Regions from separate parts of the Mus musculus genome. Here all the other regions are linked to region 4. The links are chromatin contacts, called in public Hi-C, HiChIP or PLAC-seq and promoter capture Hi-C maps. All regions are on one chromosome and are shown on one strand. The core of a region is the stretch at or near the end of the contact, and the rest is flanking DNA. Distances in the headings are between cores, read along the strand shown.

Region 1 (2,792 bases), core at 78-2,577, 580 kb after region 4:
CAGCTGATCTGAGGGAATCTTACACAATTTTGATGAGACCCCCCCACACCCACCCCAGTGTGAACCAAACCAGTTCTCCAGTACAGGATAACTAGAGAGAGACAGCTGAGACATGGGGAGGGGCCTCAGTGGTCGCCTGCGCGCACACACACATTTGTCTGTGTATCAGCTCCTAAAATTGTAGTTAATACTGTTGTTATCATATTACCACTCAAACAGATATGAAGCAGGCATAAAGGGGCTAAATGACCCATGCAGCACCAGCCAGCAAGTAAAAGGTAGAGTTGGGACTGGAACCGAGTTAGTCAGTCTGCCTCAAGTCCCAAATGCCTGAAGCACGCACATTCAAACAAAAACCAAGGAAAGGGCTGGCCGGATATCCAATGGGGGCAGAATAGGTAAAAGCTACAAGGACACTCCCTGCCCCAGGGCATTCTCAGTGAGGAAAGGCGGCTTTTGATAAGTCAGAATGCCTATCCACCCCATGCTTTAAACGAGCTCTCATACACACCATTCATTCTGTTTCGACCATATTGTCACTTGTCCCCTTATAGACAGGTACTCCAGGGCCGAACCTGGAGAAGTTTCATAGTGTCTGCCAAGCACCGAGACTGGGTCCCCGGGTTTCTGCGTGCCGCTGTTCTTCTCCCTTTAGACATTAACTGCTGTAACTAGTGCTTCGCGGTGGCTCTAGTATCTGGGGTCCTGACCTCTAGAATGCAGTCCTGGGACACACTGCTCTTCCACCCAGCTTCCGTCTGTAAATATTTCTTCATGCTGGAAATGGTTCTGAGCACTCCTCAGTGCCAAGCTCTCGAACCACCAAGTTGAATTCAATGTTTGCCCAAGCCGCTCAGTATTTGCTAGTGGTGACAAGCATGGGAGGGACCTTCTCCGTGGACTGAGGGATGGCCCCAAACCTGCTCCTTTACCCTGGAAGTGGGAGCTGCAAATGAGATCACACAGGACAATCAATTTGTAAAAAAGCATAAGGTGAGAATGGGGTGTGGAGAGAGGGTGAGAAGAGGAGGGGGAAGGGAAACGATTCAAGGAAGAGAGAGGACACGGGCAAGACTGCAGCCTTGGATCAAAATGAAGACCTCTGAGGGCCAAGCTGCGAGCTCATCCTGGGCTAGGAGCCCAGAACAAGACTCCGGCCTCCGAGGACAAAGCCTGGAGCTCTGGCCTCTCCCTCCCAACAGGCCAAGCTGCCCTGGGCTTCATCCTGGCAGCGTTCTAGAACTTTTGAGCCATGCACCGCCCCGTACAGATTTTGAGTTACAGCCTGAGCCATGACAAAGGCCAGGCCTCTCGCCATTGTGCAACCGGAGAAGCCGGATTTCCTGTGAATCCCCTTACGTAAGGGTATCCCTGAGCAATGGTGGCCTGGGTAGCGCCCTCTGCCGCCATTCTCTGTGCTGAAGCGCCACCTGGAGGCCAGTTCTCGTTCAAACCGCTGTGTAGTAGAGCCTCCACAGAAGGAAACAAGAAGATGCCTTGGAACAAAAAGGCGCCTTTTGAAAGAGCCTCAACAGTTTCTTCACCCGCCCTTTATCTATTGCTGATGGGGTATTCAAGAGTTAAATGACAGGCTTCTTAAAGGGACAGGATTAGAGCCACAGTGATCTTGTCACTGCCTTTCTTAAATTCTAATATCTGGATCTGAAGAGCACACGTGAGGGGAAAACTGCAGTTTGCCCTGCATCTCGGATTCCAACCTCTTCATCCCCCTACTGCAAAATTCAGGTTAGACTAACTTGTGTAGAGAGCTTGGCAGTGAGCCGGCCCCTTCTCGGGAGAGCCTGGGATGCTGCAGAGGTTTTTTAATCAGCTGCCTGGCCCTGGGCATGAACACACACCCTGGATTACTCAACAAGTAGCTGGGGGCTGGGGGGGGGGGGGGGGCGGGGACTACAAAAATAATTGTTTAAATTGAGCTCCAAGTTATTTTAGCCTGAAGAAATTCTAAGCTAGATGGACCCAGGAAATAGGGAGTATTCAACATAAAGAAAAGGGGACCAGGCTTCCAAACTGAGAAAGGTTTTGTCTTGTTTTGCCTTTTTTGTTTTTTGGTTTTTTTTTTTGTTTTGTTTTGTTTGTTTTTTGTTTTGGGTAGGGAGGCAAGTAACCAAGCAAGCAAAACAACACAGAGAAAGGGGGGGCTTTCTTTTTCAGAATTTTATACTTATTCTTTTGGTAGGCCAGCAGTTTAGCTTCCTACAAGGACAAAAGACCCTGACATCTCAAGCAAATCCTTATCAGAAAGTGGAAAATGCTAGAGTTATCAGGAATATTCCATATCAAACCATATTACAGCATCATGGTAACAAAAACAGCATGTTACTAGCTCAAAAAGTGGCCCTGGCAATCAAGGGGCTCAAACAGAGGTCCCAGAAGTCACCCCACAAAGCTACAGTTCTCTATCTTTGGACAAAGGTATCAAAAACATACACTGGAGGAAAGAGACCTCTAAACACCTGTGCTGAGAAAACGATTTCCACAAGGAGAGGAAAGACTAAGACCCCCGTCTCCAACCCTGTGCAAAATCAACTCAAAGTGGATCTTAGAGCCAGACCTGAAGCAAAACACTTCAGGACACAGGCATAGAAGAAACTTTCTCAACAGTGCTCCAACTGTACAGCACACATTGCCAACAACCAACAACTAGACGTATAGGAAACTAAGACGTTCCTGTCCAGCAAAGAAAACAAGCACCAGCGCCTAGAGAATGGTAAGAAAATCTTTGCCTGCTACACATCTTTATATATACAGAACTGGGCAAATTAAACACC
Region 2 (2,765 bases), core at 112-2,611, 650 kb after region 4:
TATTCTTTTTCCATTAAGAACCTAACCAATCTTTGTATTTTAATTATATCACAAAACTATTTTTAGTGATAACTCTTTTTCAGAGGTAACTCTAGAAGTCAATTAATAAGCACGTTGATCAGTTAGTGGCAGAGACATAACTGTATGTTGGTGGCTAAGAAGTCTCATAATTGCAGCATTTAATACCTACTGTTCTATTTAATGCCTACTGACTCAGAGCAGTGAGCTCTCCAAATGCCACTAGCTAATACAAGTTTGTCAGGATTTAAAGTCAGAGCTAGAGAATCCACTCGATCACTGCACTGGATTCTCATACATAAACAAAGAGATCTGAAATGAAGGTTCTTTAACTCAAAGGAACATAGTGAAGACAAAGTATCGTGATTTGGGGAAAAAAAATCTTTCCCCTCTTTAAACTGACTACTAAAGAATAACTGCTCTTACAAAACATTAGAGATCAGCAATGATCTTCCTTAGGCATGCAGAGGTTTTCAACCCTATCAAGAACTCAAGTATCAAAACTGAAACATACAATGAGCCGATGGGAGAACTGGGGACAAAAGAGAGATCCTGTATCTTTGGGAGAGATCGTGTTTGCATCACGTGCCCAAGGACCAGTCAAGCTGGAATTTTAAAAAAAAAAAAAAAAAAAAATGATGCAGCCCAAAGAGGGCTTTGCACTTGGACCCGACCCACAGCCATCCAGAGTCTCAGCTGTGCTGCTCAGGACCCGTGAGTCCAACATTAAACATCTCCAGCCCGGAACGTCACAGACCCCAGATCTTAACCCCTATCTTCCCACGAGTACCGGGAAACCCTAACATTCAAAGTTCACAATCTCAATAAGGCAGCTCCCTTCCGAACTCGGTGGCGACCGCGCCCTGGGACCCTCTACTCACAGGCTGGAGATGTCGGAGGGCAGCGGGCCCGACAGTGCCCTCCAGCTGGGCGCGGGCAGCTTCCTGCGACTGCAGTCCAGCAGAGGAAGACGGCAGGCGCAGGGCGCCGGGCACAGGCCGGCTCGGGCAGCGGGCAGCAGCCGCAGCGCCTGCGCAAGGATGAGCAACCGTGCGAGGGGTCCCAACCCACAGCCCAGGCGCCGCTGCTCCCAGATGCCGCGGGGCGCGGCCGCCATCTTCCCCTGGCCGGGACCCGCTCGAGAACAGCAGCTAGCTCAGAGAGTCGGCTGAGGAGAGATGCCCGGAGGCTAAACCGCCACCCGGAGCCCGGGCTGTCACTTGTCCCCTCTCAGAGCGGGCGAGAGGAGGAAACGACGCTACCGCAGGGGAGGGGGCGGCGGTCGGGGGCGTAGAGCTGAAACCCTGACAGACACCGCTCGTCCGCCCCGCCCCGCGACGCAACGTACTCACGCTCAGCAGCCAGCCAATCGGAGCCCCGGGATGAGGTTGCGTCGGAAATTGGGTTCTGAGAGAGGCGAGGCCTACGATTGCCCCGCCCCCTAGGAGGCGAGCATTACAGCGGCCCTTTCTCCTTTTCCGAGCTGCTTCTGCAGTTCTGCAGCTATTCCTCCGCTTGTGGGCGCACTAGGGCCTTGAAATAGAATGGAAAAAGCGAAACCCGAAACGCCAAATCCTCACTGCGGTTGATCTGCAGTAGTAGTGAAAAAAGACCTATTCTGTAGGCTCCTGCAGAAGGGAATGGCACAAGGGCTGCATGCCAAGCAGCAGCTGCAAATAAGTGCGCGATCTAAACCTAACTTCGACCACATCAGTCTCCGGAGCCCAACCAGGGCGGCCTCTGCGGCCGAACTCCCTGCCCTGAAAAAATGTGGCAGTTGGTTCTCCCGGAGCATGGCACGCTGTCACTGTGAAAGGACTTCAAGTTCCCATTGGCAGAGGCGCTATTTAGTCAGTACACCTCCGGCTTCTACAGTAGCCTGGAGTTCAATAATTGTCTCTAAAGAAAATTCTTTCCTCGATTTGGGAAAATATTGTTTCATCTTCAGAAGAACAAGTGGGACAAATAGATAAAACGTTGGTTTGAGGATGTGGGTTTTCTGGTTTCTGTTTGAGGTTTTTGAGCAATCAACAAAGTTAAGAAGACTGGAAGGAAATTATCCTGAAGTAAAAAGACTTACTGGGAACAGCGGAATCTAGCTACCTTGTGATCTCTCCGCTGTGTGTTACCTACAAAATGAGTAAAAATGAAAATATCAGTAATGGTTCACTGACATATAGTGTCTATACTTTTCAAAGACTTTGCAAGCCAGGTGTGGACCAGCACGCCTGCAGTCTGAGCACTCCTTGGGAATTTGAGGCAGGAGAACCCAAGTCCCAGTTCAGCCTCATCTGCATAGTATGCTTTGTATGAAAGAAGAGGAGAAACGAAAAACAGGGTGGGTAAGATGCTTCATCAATAATAGCTTTGCCACCAAGTGTATCAACCTAAGTTGAATTCGCAGACCCCACATGGTAGAATGAGACAACTGACTCCTGCAAGTCCCTGTCCTCTGATCACCATATGCACCCTGTGGCACTTACACACACACACACACACACACACACACACACACACACACACACACCATTTCCATCCATGTCATGCCTTTGGGTTAAAATTACTTTTCTGACTGTCCTCGTGTGCTTGTCTACTGCAGAGGACTTTTAGAAAGGTGTCTCCTTCAGCTTCTTCTCCCTTCTTCTCCCAGTAAACATGACCATGAAAACTAACAGCAACTACTATTTATTACCATTGAAGCAAAATGTGAAGCCAGAAAAGTGATAGAGATATTGGACTTCATCAAA
Region 3 (2,874 bases), core at 184-2,683, 580 kb before region 4:
CTGTTCTCTTTGATACTTGTGGTTTTTGAACTTAGTGACAAAGCATATGGAAGTTAATGTGTTCTTTGCATACCTTTGCACACCTCAGTGACATACTTCCTCCTGATACTTTCAAGCCGTTCTGCTCCCAGGTGACCAACCATTTAAATAAATGAAACTATGGAGGCCATTCTTTGTTTTTGTTTTTTCTTTTGGTTATTTTGAGACAGGGTTTCTCTGTGTAGTCCTGGCTGTCCTGGAACTCACTTTGTAGACCAGGCTGGCCTCGAACTCAGAAATCCACCTGCCTCTGCCTCCTGAGTGCTGGGATTAAAGGCGTGGGCCACCAGGCCTGGCCACATGGAGGCCATTTTTATTCAAACGACCACAAGTGTTATCTCCTATTTTTCCTTTCCTTGTTGAAGCCATTCCTCTCACACTAATTCCAGGGTCTCTGTTTGCCTTAGGCCCTTTGTTTTTTGCCACCTGCTCCTGTCTGGAATACTCTTGTGCAAGCCAGGTTTCTTCACCTTATCAGCAGAGCCCTTGCTCAATCAGCACAAATCCTTTACACTCGCCTTATTTTTACTCCAAAGCATTTATCATTTCCCCCGACATACTCTCCATGTTCATCCTCTAAACTGTCAACTTCTTGAAGGCAGAGAGTTTCTTTGTTCTCCTGCAGGAACCCCAACGTTTCTATCTTAACACGAAAGTCAGAAGAGATTTTGAAGGAATTGATGAAAAACGCTTTTCTGTGAATTTAAAAACTCACCCAAATAAATTTCCTGTATAACTACGGTCTAGGACGGGCTTGTGAGACTCACATTAAAACAGCTGTTGCACTTACATCATTTCCCCTCCCCCATTTCTTTTTGGAGGCAAGGTCTCCCTATGAAGCCTGATGCTTAAGCTGGCCAGGAACTCAGCAGTCTCCCTGCAGGTGACTACAGGTGGGCACTATATCAAGTTACACTTGTTCTGGCAGCACTGGCTAAATGAAGGTCTGATGGCAGCCTGAGGCGGAGAGGCCCGATACCAACAAAACAAAACCCTTTCATAAAGCTTCTAAGATTGAGGTGGTGAGGACAGTCAGCTGGCCCACCCGGGGACGCCGAGTGAGATTCTCGGGATATAATATTGGTTAGAAACATGGTCTCCCAAACTGGCACATCAGCCGCAGGGACTTTTCAACATTCATCTGGTTTTCAACTTCCTGATTCTGTTTTGGGGTGTGGCCCTGGCATCTCTGTTTAGAAAAAAGCTCATTTGATTGGCTTTCAGGTATGTAGCAACGTTGGAGAATCACCTTAAGAAGCTAAAAATAGCTATTAGAAGACTTCTGTCTCACCGCAGGAGCCTATATCTGGAGACTTTTGGGGTGTGTGTGTACGTGGTGGGGGGAACTCTGCGCAGCCGCTCTCGGGTGTCACAGCCCTCTAGAGAACGCGGTCCAGCAACACCCAGCGAAGACCCAGGTGGTCCGCACCTCCTCGGTAGGAGGCCTCCGCGACCAAGCGCGCGACAGGTGAAGCTTCCGCGGTGGCGCGCCCGTCGCTGGGGATGGCGTCGCCGTGGAGACGCTCGCTCGGGGGCGAACGCAAGCCGGCCTCCTACTCCTGCATGTTTTCCCTCCCTTCTTCCCGCACCACCGCGGCTTCGGCGCTAGCAGCCACATCATAGAGACCCAGTTCCACCAGCTCCTACCGAGCTACACAACTCCAGCCGGGTGGCAACAGACCACACCGAGGCGCGGAGCTGCATCGCGGTCTGTCCCGCGAGCGCGCGCGGCCGGAGTTCCCGCCTCCCTCCGGAGGACGTCGGTGCGTACGTGCGCGTGCCCACCCCTCCCGCCCCGCGACGCGAGGGCGGGGGCGCCGCGTGCGCGCGCGCTCTCGTGCGTTCGCTCGCTCGCTCGCTCGCTACTTCGCTCGCTCTCGGCGGCCGCTCTTGCTGTGGCTGCGGCTGAGGCTGGGGGCGGCGGCGGCGGCGCGAGCGGCGGGCGGCGCGGGGCGGTCCGGCGGGTTCAAAGAGGAAAACATGGCGGAAAACAAAGGCGGCGGTGAGGCAGAGAGTGGCGGCGGGGGCAGCGGTAGCGCGCCGGTAACCGCCGGGGCCGCCGGGCCCACGGCGCAGGAGGCGGAGCCGCCTCTCGCCGCGGTGCTGGTGGAGGAGGAGGAGGAGGAAGGCGGCAGGGCTGGCGCGGAGGGCGGTGCGGCTGGGCCCGACGACGGGGGGGTGGCCGCGGCCTCCTCAAGCTCGGCCCCGGCCGCCTCGGTCCCCGCGGCCTCAGTGGGCTCCGCGGTCCCCGGAGGCGCGGCATCGACGCCGGCTCCAGCTGCTGCCCCAGCCCCGGCCCCGGCCCCGGCCCCGGCCCCGGCCCCCGCTCCCGCCCCGGCTCCTGGTTCCTCGTCGGGGCCACCTCTCGGACCACCAGCCTCGCTTCTGGACACCTGCGCGGTGTGTCAGCAGAGCTTGCAGAGCCGGCGCGAGGCGGAGCCCAAGCTGCTCCCCTGCCTGCACTCCTTCTGCCTGCGCTGTCTGCCGGAGCCGGAGCGCCAGCTCAGCGTGCCCATCCCTGGGGGCAGCAACGGTGACGTCCAGCAAGGTGAGCAGCAGGCCGCACCCGGGAGAATCTGGTGTGGCGGCTTGGGGTGCCGAGGGTGCTCGGACGGTGCAGTGCAGAGAGGTCTCCGAGACGAAAGCTACGGCCCCGGGGACGGTTACCAGAGAAGCTGCACCGCCGGAGATATGGGGAGAGAGAAGGGAGGGGTGCCGGCTGCGAGGGGCTGGGGGAGGGGATGCTGAGAGGGAGGTTTGAGGCGCTTCTGCAGAGGGTGGACTAAAGAGACAGAAAAGGGGTGTACCGAACCCTCCGTGAGAAGTGAGTTGGGG
Region 4 (2,890 bases), core at 141-2,640:
TTGTGTGAACTACATTTGAAATTCTTTATGTGAAATACTAACTTCAAATTGCCTGCCAAGGGTTCAATGAAGAGGGTGCAGCGTGTTTTGTGTTCAAAATCATGATTTTCTGAAGGGAGTTTGAATAGTGTAAAACCAGAAAGGGTTGCTAATATCTTAATAGAGGAAGTCCAAACTACACCTTTCCCAGTTTTTTTTTTTAACTTGAAACTAATTTTGTAACATTCTGTTTACTGAACTTCCTCATTTGCAAGGGTTTTCACACTGAATTAGATCTTGAGTGGATTTGTGCCCATCGAAGAGAGGATTTATGCAAACGGAGATGTGGAAGCATTCTCTGGAATAACCTGCCTTGTTAAGGCACTGATACCACAGATGTGGACGGCTCCCTGAAACGCGATCTTTTCTGAGATAGGCTCTGTAGGATCAAAATGTCAACATGTCTTCATGAATTCTTCAGCCTCTTTCATTCTTCCTCCCTCCCCTTCTGAGAGAGAGAGAGAGAGAGAGAGAGAGAGCGCTCACTTTGTTTCTCAGGTGTCTCAAACTCTGAGACTCAAGTGATCTTGCAGCTGGGGACAGTCCTGAGGAGCTGGGACTGCACCACCTCTCCTCAATTCTCTCCAGACAGGCTGACCTAGATAGAATCTGTATGGTTCTCAGCAAGCAATATTTTAGCTTTAGTTCCGTTTTGTCCTTTCGCTGTTTGCTAGCAGTGCGTTCTGGGGATATTGTGCTAACTGCCTCCCCGGTGCTTCCCATCCTGTGTAGAGCTGTACTCTCAGTGTTTGCAAAGCTACTGGAGGTCTGAAGAAGTACAGAGACCAACACTTCCCTTAATGAGGGCCAGTACTTCCCCAGTCACGGGTGAGATGGACCATCAGAAGCAGTGGACTTTGCTTCCTCTAAAAGAAAAACGTGAGGTTTATAATGGAAGCTTGACAAATTCTGAAACAAAATGCCCGCTTGATGAGCAGAGGTCTGCCATGATCATATCTATAGGAGACTTTGGGGATAATGGTCCGGGTCGGAGATAGGTAACTCCAGTGTTTGTCTCCTCTCCTGCAGCAGGGCATAGGTGGGCGTCACCCAGGCCTTTCTGCTCACTGGGATGTGAAAAGCTGAACTCACAGGTTAGTGCTGTACTTTCTGCCTTTCTTCTGGGAATGGAAGAACTGAGTGCTGTCTGAGACTGACAGCGTGGAACAGTCTCTGAGCTAAGCAGACCACAGTTTGTGTTCTGGTTAGCCTCTTGTTTGTTACATTTGAACAGTAGCCAAGTTTCTTTGTTGAGAAAGGAAGGCGCTAGGGCCCTGCAGGGAGATGATGGCTTTGTTGTGTGACCACAGAAGCTAGTTTTGTACTAATTTCCTCTAGGGCTTGTGATGAAGTCAGTAAACCACAGCCTCCAGCACGCTGTGCTCCTGCAGCAGCAGTGGCTTCTTGGTGCTGCCTTGGCCATGACACATATTTGACATGCCCTCCCTTAACCTACTCACAGACTCTTGCTCTGCGGCATGGACCAAAGAGAAATTCTGCAGCAACTACTGAAAGAAGCCCAGAAAAAGAAACTCAACAGTGAGGAGTTTGCCAGTGAATTTCTGGTGAGTTCTGGAATGCTCTGAAGAGTTCTTAGATAAACTGTGTAGCAGTCTGTGGTGGCCCAGTTTGCCTAGACGCAATTGCTGTAGGGATAACACGACCATGGAGTTTGGAGTGGAAGGGAGGAAGGCGACCTAAGAACATAACCTCTCTGGGCTTTGTTGTGTCTGTGCTCAGGGTTTTCTCCAGGTAGGCTGGTTTTAATGTTGGGTTTGCTTGTTCTTTTGAGCTTAATGGTCCTACAGAAGGTATAGACAGGTGTATGGATATTAATGCTTTCTGAACATCTGCAGAAAGCATTTGCATTGTGACATATGCTTCAGATTACTAATAAGAGTAGCTTTTCATGTTACGTGTTATTTTTAGCTTCCCTATAGGCTATCATTGGGATAACAGGGGTTTGAAAAACACCAAAAACTCTCATTTTGCCACTTTTTCTCCTATCCCTTTGAAAACAAGTTGATTATTAGAATAGGCATTTTCCTTTTTAACAATAGCTGGGCTTCTTTAACTTATATTGTCTGGAGAAGTGGGCTAGGGAGAGTGGGGAGTAGAGACACGTGAGAGACATGGAGAGCAAGGTAGCCTGGGAGCAGGTGGACTTGATTATCCAGAACTCAAATCCACTTAGAGGGAGCCATAGTTAACAGTGTAACAAAAGCTGGGCGGCCCATTTTCCATCCCTGTCAGGCACATCAGATAACATGGTATTTGACACACCTGTCATGCTTTTGGTTTTTGCTTAGTGTTTGTTTGTTTGTTTGTTTGTTTGTATCAGTATGTAGCTCTGTCTGGCCTAGAGCTCACTATGTAGATCAGGTTTGGCCTTGAACTTAAAAGATCCTCCTGCCTCTGCCTCACTGGGATCAAAGGCATGTACGACCACACCAACCTGCTGTGTTCTAAAAGCTTCTAATTGGTATTTCAGAACTGTAAGAATGTTAAGCCTTAGCCCTTCAGCTTTGAATTGAGAAAAATAAAGAACATCGACATGGTCATCATTCAAATTATCAAATATTTAACGTGTTCCCAAATCACCCTAACTCTTTGTTTTCTAGGTTAAAAAAATGAGGATAATAATTTATGTCCTATCTATCTCATTTTGGATTATTGTGATGATTATATCATTAATTATAATAATTAAATGAGAACAAGGTGTTTTGGAGGCACCCAGAGACCCAGTTACTTGGAAGGCTGAGGTGGGTTAAATCTTGAGTTCAAGGCTCGCCCAGGCGACTGAGAGGGACCGTGTCTCAGAAAAGGGATCATTTAGGAGCACTTACTATGT

Evidence for each region. Promoter capture Hi-C pulls out the DNA fragments that hold promoters and counts their contacts. Hi-C and Micro-C count contacts between places; a contact is called where the count stands out from the background. HiChIP or PLAC-seq counts read pairs in DNA pulled down with a chosen protein or histone mark.
Region 1: a contact with region 4 is called in an H3K27ac HiChIP or PLAC-seq map of T-cell acute lymphoblastic leukemia, with 8 times the contacts expected there. The contact joins the enhancer-like site here to the promoter of Ptpn22 in region 4. A contact is called at or near these places in 7 of 39 promoter capture datasets (the 3T3-L1 cell line, the C10 cell line, the HPC-7 cell line and 4 more), 2 of 15 datasets of contacts at CTCF or cohesin (large pre-B cells and pro-B cells), 5 of 484 Hi-C or Micro-C datasets (the Ba/F3 cell line, the HL-1 cell line, cerebral cortex and 1 more), 8 of 115 datasets of contacts at active chromatin or transcription factors (the SCID.adh cell line, T-cell acute lymphoblastic leukemia, astrocytes and 5 more) and 1 of 9 other capture datasets (embryonic stem cells).
Region 2: a Hi-C map of Th1 cells shows a contact between it and region 4, with 6 times the contacts expected there. The contact joins the promoter of Lrig2 here to the promoter of Ptpn22 in region 4. A contact is called at or near these places in 5 of 39 promoter capture datasets (the C10 cell line, the HPC-7 cell line, hematopoietic stem and progenitor cells and 1 more), 2 of 484 Hi-C or Micro-C datasets (CD4 T cells and Th1 cells), 10 of 115 datasets of contacts at active chromatin or transcription factors (the 230-238 cell line, the SCID.adh cell line, astrocytes and 6 more) and 2 of 9 other capture datasets (embryonic stem cells and pancreatic islet).
Region 3: a promoter capture Hi-C map of pre-B cells shows a contact between it and region 4, with 2.4 times the contacts expected there. The contact joins the promoter of Trim33 here to the promoter of Ptpn22 in region 4. A contact is called at or near these places in 4 of 39 promoter capture datasets (cranial neural crest, liver, neutrophils and 1 more) and 1 of 115 datasets of contacts at active chromatin or transcription factors (memory CD8 T cells).

The regions. Positions count from the first base shown.
Region 1 is chr3:104,440,789-104,443,580 of GRCm38.p6, forward strand. No RefSeq gene overlaps it. Among named protein-coding and RNA genes, the nearest start is that of Gm38412, 33 kb to the left of the region's middle. Within about 2 kb of position 1,328, at least 210 of the 459 cell types and tissues checked have an H3K27ac peak or open chromatin away from gene starts, as enhancers often do. A contact at or near this core is called in the Ba/F3 cell line, the HL-1 cell line, the SCID.adh cell line and 7 more, where this site is marked.
Region 2 is chr3:104,510,557-104,513,321 of GRCm38.p6, forward strand. Lrig2 (leucine-rich repeats and immunoglobulin-like domains 2) reads right to left here and starts at 1,362. Exons shown (of 18, transcript NM_001025067.2): 1 at 900-1,362. The coding sequence starts at 1,135.
Region 3 is chr3:103,277,860-103,280,733 of GRCm38.p6, forward strand. Trim33 (tripartite motif-containing 33) reads left to right here and starts at 1,434. Exons shown (of 20, transcript NM_053170.3): 1 at 1,434-2,587. The coding sequence starts at 2,020.
Region 4 is chr3:103,858,887-103,861,776 of GRCm38.p6, forward strand. Ptpn22 (protein tyrosine phosphatase, non-receptor type 22 (lymphoid)) reads left to right here and starts at 1,391. Exons shown (of 21, transcript NM_008979.2): 1 at 1,391-1,604. The coding sequence starts at 1,518.